3 separate regions of the Sus scrofa genome follow, and regions 1 and 2 are each linked to region 3. A link is a contact called in public Hi-C and promoter capture Hi-C data. All regions are on one chromosome and are shown on one strand. The core of a region is the stretch at or near the end of the contact, and the rest is flanking DNA. Distances in the headings are between cores, read along the strand shown.

Region 1 (2,700 bases), core at 140-2,639, 140 kb after region 3:
TTAACCATTATAATTATACTGACATATTAAAACATTTTGTCATGCAATTAAAGTTAAAATAACATTATCAATTACTATACATTTGAAGGTTCTCTTTCCATGTTCTGTGCCTGGCCCTAAGGAAACTAATATGAGGTTGTAAAGAGGAAAAGAGAGATCATTGTTGTTATTATTATTATTATAAAACATCATTGAGTAAACCTTCTCTATATGTTAAATTACATTTCCAAACGATTAATGAAAATGTTTACTCATAAAAAATTTACTTTTAAATTATTTGTTTATACTAATGATATTTTTCATTTTTACTTACATGTTACAAATTAGAAATAATTCTCACACAGTGGAGAGATGGAACATATTTAAAGCAACTCTAATATATTGGGTTGCTATTCATTTTTTGTACCATAACGCTAATTTCAGAAAATAAGTTCTTAAGCAATAGAATGAAAATTAATTTCTCTTTGTAGAAGATAGAGGTTTAATATTCAAGGATACATAAGATTATGTACGCCTAACACTGATCTCAATATTTTTGCATATTGTGAACAAAGAAATGATTAATGTTTGATAAAATAATTTAGATAATAAATCATGATGGCTTGAAATAAAAATGGTATTAGAAGATTCATGAGACTCAGAAACTTCTGATTGTGAAATAGAAACTAAAAAAATATAAGGGCTTCATAAAAATAACCATCAAAAGGTTTGATATCTTTTTTAATACATATCAATTACATTTATCTTAAAAATAGTAAAGTGCTAATTAGTTTATTTTTGAGATCTGGATTATATCATTATAATTTCTGGTATATTTATATACCAGGTCAATCTTTGCCCCTTTGTATATTTACATTAAAAGCTATCACGAAATGCTTGCTTCCAGAATTTCCCTTTTGAGTGAACTATATTTTAAAATGATAAATACTTCCCAAAGATATTATTGTTCATTTTTATTATACATGTCCACAATAACATTTTATATCATTTCGGATTCTCAATTTAAGAGGAAAAGAAGGGAAAAAAAAGAAAAGCAACTTACTTTCACATTCCAAGTCACCACATTTTTTAAAGTCTGCCAGCCGTTTTGTGCCCTCCAGACACTTAGTCAGAGAAATAACCAAAAGAAGGATTCTGTGAATTCCAAGCTCCGCCATGCTAAAACAAGCAGGGATCCAAACAAGGTTTAAAGGGATTGTTTAGGCAGTAGATATGCCAGCCAAAACCAGGAAGCAGCCCACTGTCTTTACTAAATATGAGAAGAAAAGATTTGAATTTTTTTAAATCCCTCAATAACTACATTTTTCTATCGGTATTTAGGCTTAACTTGAGGGACAAACAGCCTCTGTTCTCAATCTGCACTATCTGCAGAGTCAGGTATCCAGATTATACATAAGGGTTTAATCATTAACAGGGATTTTTAGTTGGAGTCATGTCTTATAAAGCCAGCCCACATAAAACTCTGCTTAAAAACACCTTGTGTTCCACAGAACAATTCTTACACAGGCCTCCACAAAAAGGTAGTTCATCTCCTTCAGTTAAAGCCTTCAGGTAGTTCAGTCAAGAAGTACACAGTATCTGCTACATGCAAATACCAGCGTCAGTGGAGGCATAGTTATACGTAGAAGCAATAATGTACTTATGGTAATAAGTAATAATGGTTTTGGAATATCATAATGAAAGTTATTTGAAGAAATATCCCACTTTCATATATTTTGATTATCATTATTTTTTTTAGGGCTGCACCCGTGAATATGGAGGTTCCCAGGCTCAGGGTCTAATCGGAGCTGTAGCCGCCGGCCTATGCCAGATCCACAGCAATGCCAAATCTGAGCCACGACTGCAACCTACACCACAGCTGACAGCAACACCAGATCCTTAACCCACTGAGCAAGGCCAGGGATCAAACTTGCAGCATCATGGTTCCTAATTGGGTTCATTTCTGCTGCACCACGATGAGAACTCCCCACTTTCATATTTTGAAAACCTTCAATGTTGCTATGAAGTAGACCCTTGTTTTTCATTTAAGAATAATAGTTAAAATATATGAAGTACTTATTATGTTCCAGGTACCATCTTTAACAATTATGTGATCTGATTCTACTCTCAGGTCAACTCTCGGAGGTAGGTAATATTATCATCCCCTTTTTTTGCATTATAAGGAGACTGAGTTACATAGAGATAGGTCAAATCACTTGCCCAAAGTCACATAGTGAAAGGGAAAGAAATTTAAATCTAAGTTCTGTGATTACTACAACTCACAACCACTATTTCTTACCACGAAGAATCAAGTCATCTGCCACAGAAAGATGTCTACTCTGTCTGCAATAATACTATTCTAGAAACAGCAGATACAATATCATTTTATGTATTTAAAATTGGATGTGTATTTCTGGACATAGACATTGAGAGAGATGTCTGAAACAATCCTCCTCCATATGGTGGGAATATATCCTGTAAATTCAAATTGTATTCACTTTATTCTTTGCACTTTTCTATATTGTTTCACTTAAAAAAAAACAGTGTTGATAAATTCATTTGAGTAATAAAAAAAATCAGTGAGATATATCATTTAAAAATAACGATAAGTTTATGAAAGTCAAATTATTTGAATGATATTGTTGCTTAAAAGGGATCAAATCCTATATTGGGAATTTTTGTGTAAAATCTACTAGACTGAGGTAGATTTTTGGAAACTAA
Region 2 (2,700 bases), core at 114-2,613, 240 kb after region 3:
TTGAATCCTCTCCTTCCACTGTGGGTTAAATAGCACCTCCTTAAGGAGACCTTCTGCTGCTAATCCCTGTTACTTATTGGTCATTATGTTAACTTTCTTCACAGCAAGAGTCAAAATACGCAATTAAATTGTTTGCTTTTCTTCTTTCTCAGGAGAATGTAAACTCTACAAGGGTAGGGACATATTTTTTGTTTCATCCTCTGTTGTATTTCCAGTGTCTAGCACAACAGAGTTGCTTTGTAAAAAGTGTGCTGGATAAACAAATGAAAAGGTTTACAGTGGCAAAATACCTAGAAAAGTGTAAGATATTTTGATTTCAAATTTTTAAAAAACAAAAGCCAGTCAAATTCAGAACATGCAAACTACATTAAAGTTAAATATCAGCCCAATAATAATTATGAAGAAGTGCAAAAAGATACCTTAAAAATAAAGGATAGCGTAAGTAACTTATTTAAAGCCTCCTTTAGGATTTGATCATCTTCTTAAAGTATTATGAGCAAATCTCCATGAATGCTAGGGTTACCAAAAGCCTCTATGGAAGCAGTAAATGGAATCTGTCCTTTTAGGGGACAAAGTACAAGCAAATGTCTAATTTACTAACTTACTACAGAGTAGTCAAATCTTAACTGATACTGCCTGATACTATCTGATACTATACTAAGAGCCTTGGTCTTTTAATTTGTAGTTGGGAGTGGGAAATCCCCTGACGGGTAATAAAACTCACAGAAACATTTACACTTTGCTTCCTTTTCAACTTCTTTGGGTCAATTTGAGCTACCACAACATCTGGACATTGAGCTGCTTCGATCCTACAAACAAATAATAAATGCAAGAAACGTGATTACTGTTGTTCATGCGCATTAAAACAAGCGATCCACTTCTACAGTTCATTACAAAATCAGAAAAAAAAAGTTCAGAATTGCAATTGAGGTACTAAACGATATATTTCTGAAATTATCTGGACTGAAAGCAAAGAAATTTAAGTTCACGTTATCTTCTCACGAGTAATCACGTTTAGCAAAATTAAGTTCATAGATGCAATGAAGGGATCTTGATCCGGTCCTAAACTGGAGACGGGATCAGAGACAGGGCTTTATCAAATTTGGTGGTGGGGCGAGGCACTGGGCGCTGTGCGCAGGGAGAACCACCAGCCCACCGCACAGGGTCTAATCACTCACTGGACCCGCCTCAGGTATTCCTGAGGAGTCCTCGGAGGTACGCTGGGATCGAAACCTTCTGTCAAGTCGCAGGGCTCCACTGGCAACAGCTGGGGCATCAACTCTTCCACCGCAGCCTCTGCAGGTACCCACGCCATAGTTTTCAATCCGGCCCGTCCTGCCCGGCGCATGCGCCAAGTCTAGGTCACAGCGCAGGCGCACAAGTGGGCGGGCGCCTTTGGCGCGGAGATGGGCAAGAGGCTGGGTTTAGGGGGCGAAGCTGCGCATGAGCTAACTCGCTGGTTGTCCTAAGGTTAAGGCTCGGGTGGAATAATGAAGACCAGGAATTTAGTTCCTGGTACTAGTGGTTCTGAAGTGTTTAAGGGGGGTTCCTTCTTTACTCTCCTAAGTAAATACTGAAGATTATTTTATGCATCCACAGTAGTGAGGGAACTTTAAATGTTTTTAAATTAATGAGCAGATTACTGTAATTATCACTTGTTGAGCTCTAAATTCTTAAGTCTCTGGTAGACACATCACATGCATTTCTTCTTTCTTTTCTTGGCTAGGCCTGTGGCATGCTCCCCTGCCAGGGATTGAACAAGCGCCACAGATGTGACCCAAGCCGCTGCAGTGACAACGTAGGAGTTTTAACCAGCTGCCCCACAGGGGAACTCTTCCATGGAATAGAAGCAATTGCTGTTTGAACAAAAGCTAGCAGTTTTAGTGACAAGTCTTGTCAGCATTTAAAGAAGAAAAGACAGGCATGAAATCAACCGTGTTGTAATTTTAAATGGCCATCAGCACCTTGACCTGGTATGTGCTACTTAAACTCTTATGCTCACGTTCATTTGTTATTTACAGGGATTGGACCAAATTATCATTAAGGTCTATTTGAGTTTGGAATTCTATTAACTCTAATGTGTAATTTATTAATTAGCTTTATTAACTATACCTGATATTATTGTAGTCTTAGGGCATGCAGAGTAGAACATATATGATGCTGAATATTACTTTTTCTAGTGAGTAGTTCAAAAATAGTTGGCCAGTGCTTTATAATGTCACCATCTGAACAAATGGAAGAGAATCCACGTTAGAAAAAATAAGTGCCTCGTTTATAGAGTAAACAAAAAAGAAAAAGTAGAGGTGAAACCGCCATCTAGTGGTGACCATGTAAAATTCCCAGAAATTTGTGTTACCATATTTTACCTACTGCTGGAATCTCCAATTTGGAAATCTCTGTGGGTTCAAAAGTAGGAAGGAAAATACTGGCTGTTACACATTAACAAGTGATTAATTAATGACTGAATAATGTTCAGAATACTTGCCCCCAGATGGTCCCTGGAAAAAAGTTCCAAGGTCAAATATCTTTGGGAAATGTATGCAAATGCCACTCTTAAAGATTCACAATGAATATTAGCATATTAAAACTCTTGACAAGTCAAGATACCTATTGTACATAATTTTACTGGTGTTTTTGACCACAGGACCTCTTTCTCTCTCTCTCTTTTTAATATTCTCTGGCATTGTAAAAAATGCCAGT
Region 3 (2,700 bases), core at 166-2,665:
GCTGTGGTGTAGGCCGGCAGCTACAGCTCCAACTGGACCCCTAGCCTGGGAACCTCCATATGCCGCGGGTGCGGGCCTAAAAAGACAAGCCCCCCCCCCAAAAAATGAATGCTTTTAAAAAATAAAAAATTTAAATCCAAGCCTCAACTTCCTAATTCACTGCTGTTTCCATTAATGCTCATTAATCCATTCATAAGATATAATAATAACTGCATAGAAAAATCTCTTACAGACAAGAGGTTCAGAGAAGTGACCTACCATGAATGATAGCTTCCCCCCCCCCACAGGTACCGAAATGAAGATAACTGAGGTACCAACACAATATTATTGGTAACGGGCCTGTGCTAGGCATCAAAAGGCATGGAAGCATTATGAATGGAGAGTTTTGCCCTCAGAGGGCTAAAAATATCCAGGAGAACAGCTTCTGAGAGTTAGCCACAAATAAACACGGCTGTTCCAAGACCCTAGTTAAGGCTTTGAAGCGGCAGCCTCATTAAAGCGATCCTCAATTATTACATAAAATCGCTTATTTCTTTCTGACTTCACTGCTCCTTACAGTCAGTTAACTAACTACTTCCCGAGTTGTGATAAAGTTAGGACACTCTTTCGAAAAATCCCTCCCTCAAAAACCGGGCGCCGAGCTAAAGAAAACCTTTACCATAACAACAAACTTCTTTACAATTAGAGCCCCCAAACCTGGAACTCAGTCTCCCTCAATCTCTGGATAAGAGACTAATTATCAACCAACAGATCTAACCCATTTGCCCTTTTTTTTTCTCTTCTCCCTCAAAATCCAAAGGGTGGCGCTGTCCTCACTCCTTCCCCTCGCACCCAGGTGTGCGCTACTGTCCACTCCGAGGTCTGACCACGAGGGAAGGTCCGCTTGCGGCCTGTGTCCAGCCTCCCCTCCCCGCGCTTCTCCTCTCCTCACCCAGCCCCTCGGGTTAGCCCGCGAGGGCGCCGGTCCTGCTGCCTTAGCGGCTTTTTCTCAGAAACTCCCAACAATTCTCTGCGGGGGAGGGGGGAGGGGAGGTTAGGCTGAAAAAGACCCAAGCCGGCACTTTGGCTCTGAGTCCTCAGCCCAGCAACAGGAAAACGTATAATGAGAAGCGTCACCGCCCGCTTACGCTAACGCGAGTTCCGCCACTTACACTGCCTGAGCGCCCCAGTTAACCGACTTACAAACAAGACGGGACTCGGCGGTCTCTGTGAGACGGGAGGGGGCGCCCAACACCGGCACCACCAGCGCTTCCCCACCCCCGTCCCGACAGCCTGCGTGCGTCAGGAGTCACGTGCCGCGTCTCCCTTTCCTACCGGCAACCGGGCGCTCCCTTCTTCCGGAAGTAGCTCCGGATCACGCCGGGCTCCTCCCACCACTGGTGACGTCAAACTCAGGTCCTACCACTGCTCTGCCTCCGCCTCCAGGCGCGGGGAGGGCTGCCGTTTCCTTACAATTAGTCCTGCCGCTTCCGGGCCCCTAACCAGTAAAAGCAAGGATTTTGAAGTTCCTGAGTGTGTAGGCCTCGGACGCGCGTGAGTAAAGTTTGAGAGGCCACAGGCTGGCTGTCTGGAGGCCAACCCCGCAGAGGCCTTTCCCCCTCTCCGCAACTTGTGCTGTACTTGGTTCCGCCGAGACCTACGACGGTTCCGCCCCCTTCTTCCTTGTCATTGATGTTGTTGTTCTTGTCAGTGCCGCAGCCCCGACCACCGGGAGCCGGAACCCGAGCAGGGGCCGCCCGGGTGGCGCGGTGGCGGCGGCGGCGGCTGCGGCTGCAGCAGCTGCGACGGCTGCGGGGGCTGCTCCGGGGATTGCGGAGGCGGCCGGGGACCGGCAGCCGGCGGCGGGGCCGGATGGCTCTGTGCGGGCAGGCGGCAGGCGCTGCGTCGCTGCCCAGCGAGCTGATCGTGCACATCTTCTCCTTCCTGTCCGCCTCCGACCGGCTACGGGCCTCGGCCTCCTGCTCGCACTGGCGCGAGTGCCTCTTCTATCCTGCTCTCTGGCCCCAGCTCCGCATCTGCCTCCGCGTCTCGCCTGCGGAGCAGCCACGGCTCGAATTCCTCATGCGCAAGTGCGGCTGGTTCGTGCGAGAGCTGCGCGTTGAGTTCGCCGCGGAGAATTACCTGAGCGGCGGCGGCGGCCCGGGCGATGGAGGCAGCGCCGACACCGGGACTGGCGGGGAAGAAGTCGAAGCCCTGCAGCTCTCATCCCGTTGGCTAGAAGTGTTGCGCACCTACTTAGAGCTGGTGCTGTGCGTGCTGGTCAGCATCCGGAACAACAGGTAGGCTCGTCGTGGACCCTGCATTCATCCTCTTCTCCCGCTTCCTCCTCTCCCGGGGAGCAGGATGGCCTTCTTCCTCTCACCTCAAAATAGATTCTGTGCGGATACTCCCGGCCCGCTTCAGCGTTGCTTTTTTCAGTGATTAGGGGTTTCAGTTTTAATCCAGCGATTTCCTTGAGGCGGGAGGGCATAACGGGATTATCGTAATACTTTATAAACAGTGATGGATTTGGTGTTTATCAGACAGCATTCCTGGCACCTTCCAAGCCCTGTCTCATTCGTACTTTCGTTGGCAATGGGATGGAGTTCATTTTACAGATGAGAGCTGAAGCTTGGAGGGTGAGGCCTGTGAGTGAGTCTTGGGAGAAACAAAATCCTACCTGATTTTTTCAGTTCTGAATCTATCCATTCAAAATAGTTC

What was found. Promoter capture Hi-C pulls out the DNA fragments that hold promoters and counts their contacts. A called contact is a pair of places that touch in the nucleus more often than the background predicts.
Region 1: a Hi-C map of skeletal muscle shows a contact between it and region 3, with 6 times the contacts expected there. The contact joins the promoter of MIA2 here to the promoter of FBXO33 in region 3. A contact is called at or near these places in 1 of 5 promoter capture datasets (fetal liver), 6 of 47 Hi-C or Micro-C datasets (embryonic fibroblasts, heart right ventricle, liver and 2 more) and 2 of 2 datasets of contacts at active chromatin or transcription factors (alveolar macrophages and skeletal muscle).
Region 2: a contact with region 3 is called in a promoter capture Hi-C map of fetal liver, with 4 times the contacts expected there. The contact joins the promoter of GEMIN2 here to the promoter of FBXO33 in region 3. A contact is called at or near these places in 2 of 5 promoter capture datasets (fetal liver and liver), 19 of 47 Hi-C or Micro-C datasets (alveolar macrophages, blood, brain and 11 more) and 2 of 2 datasets of contacts at active chromatin or transcription factors (alveolar macrophages and skeletal muscle).

The regions. Positions count from the first base shown.
Region 1 is chr1:169,776,270-169,778,969 of Sscrofa11.1, reverse strand. MIA2 (melanoma inhibitory activity protein 2) reads right to left here and starts at 1,389. Exons shown (of 29, transcript XM_021073969.1): 1 at 1,043-1,389. The coding sequence starts at 1,157.
Region 2 is chr1:169,674,815-169,677,514 of Sscrofa11.1, reverse strand. It overlaps GEMIN2 (gem-associated protein 2), which reads right to left and starts at 1,363. Exons shown (of 10, transcript XM_003121777.5): 1 at 1,179-1,363; 2 at 725-809. The coding sequence starts at 1,348. LOC100627270 (a long non-coding RNA gene) reads left to right here and starts at 1,388. Exons shown (of 3, transcript XR_002346575.1): 1 at 1,388-1,470; 2 at 1,727-1,973.
Region 3 is chr1:169,914,571-169,917,270 of Sscrofa11.1, reverse strand. It overlaps FBXO33 (F-box only protein 33), which reads left to right and starts at 1,415. Exons shown (of 4, transcript XM_001926592.7): 1 at 1,415-2,279. The coding sequence starts at 1,672. LOC102162695 (a long non-coding RNA gene) reads right to left here and starts at 1,471. Exons shown (of 12, transcript XR_002338918.1): 1 at 1,183-1,471.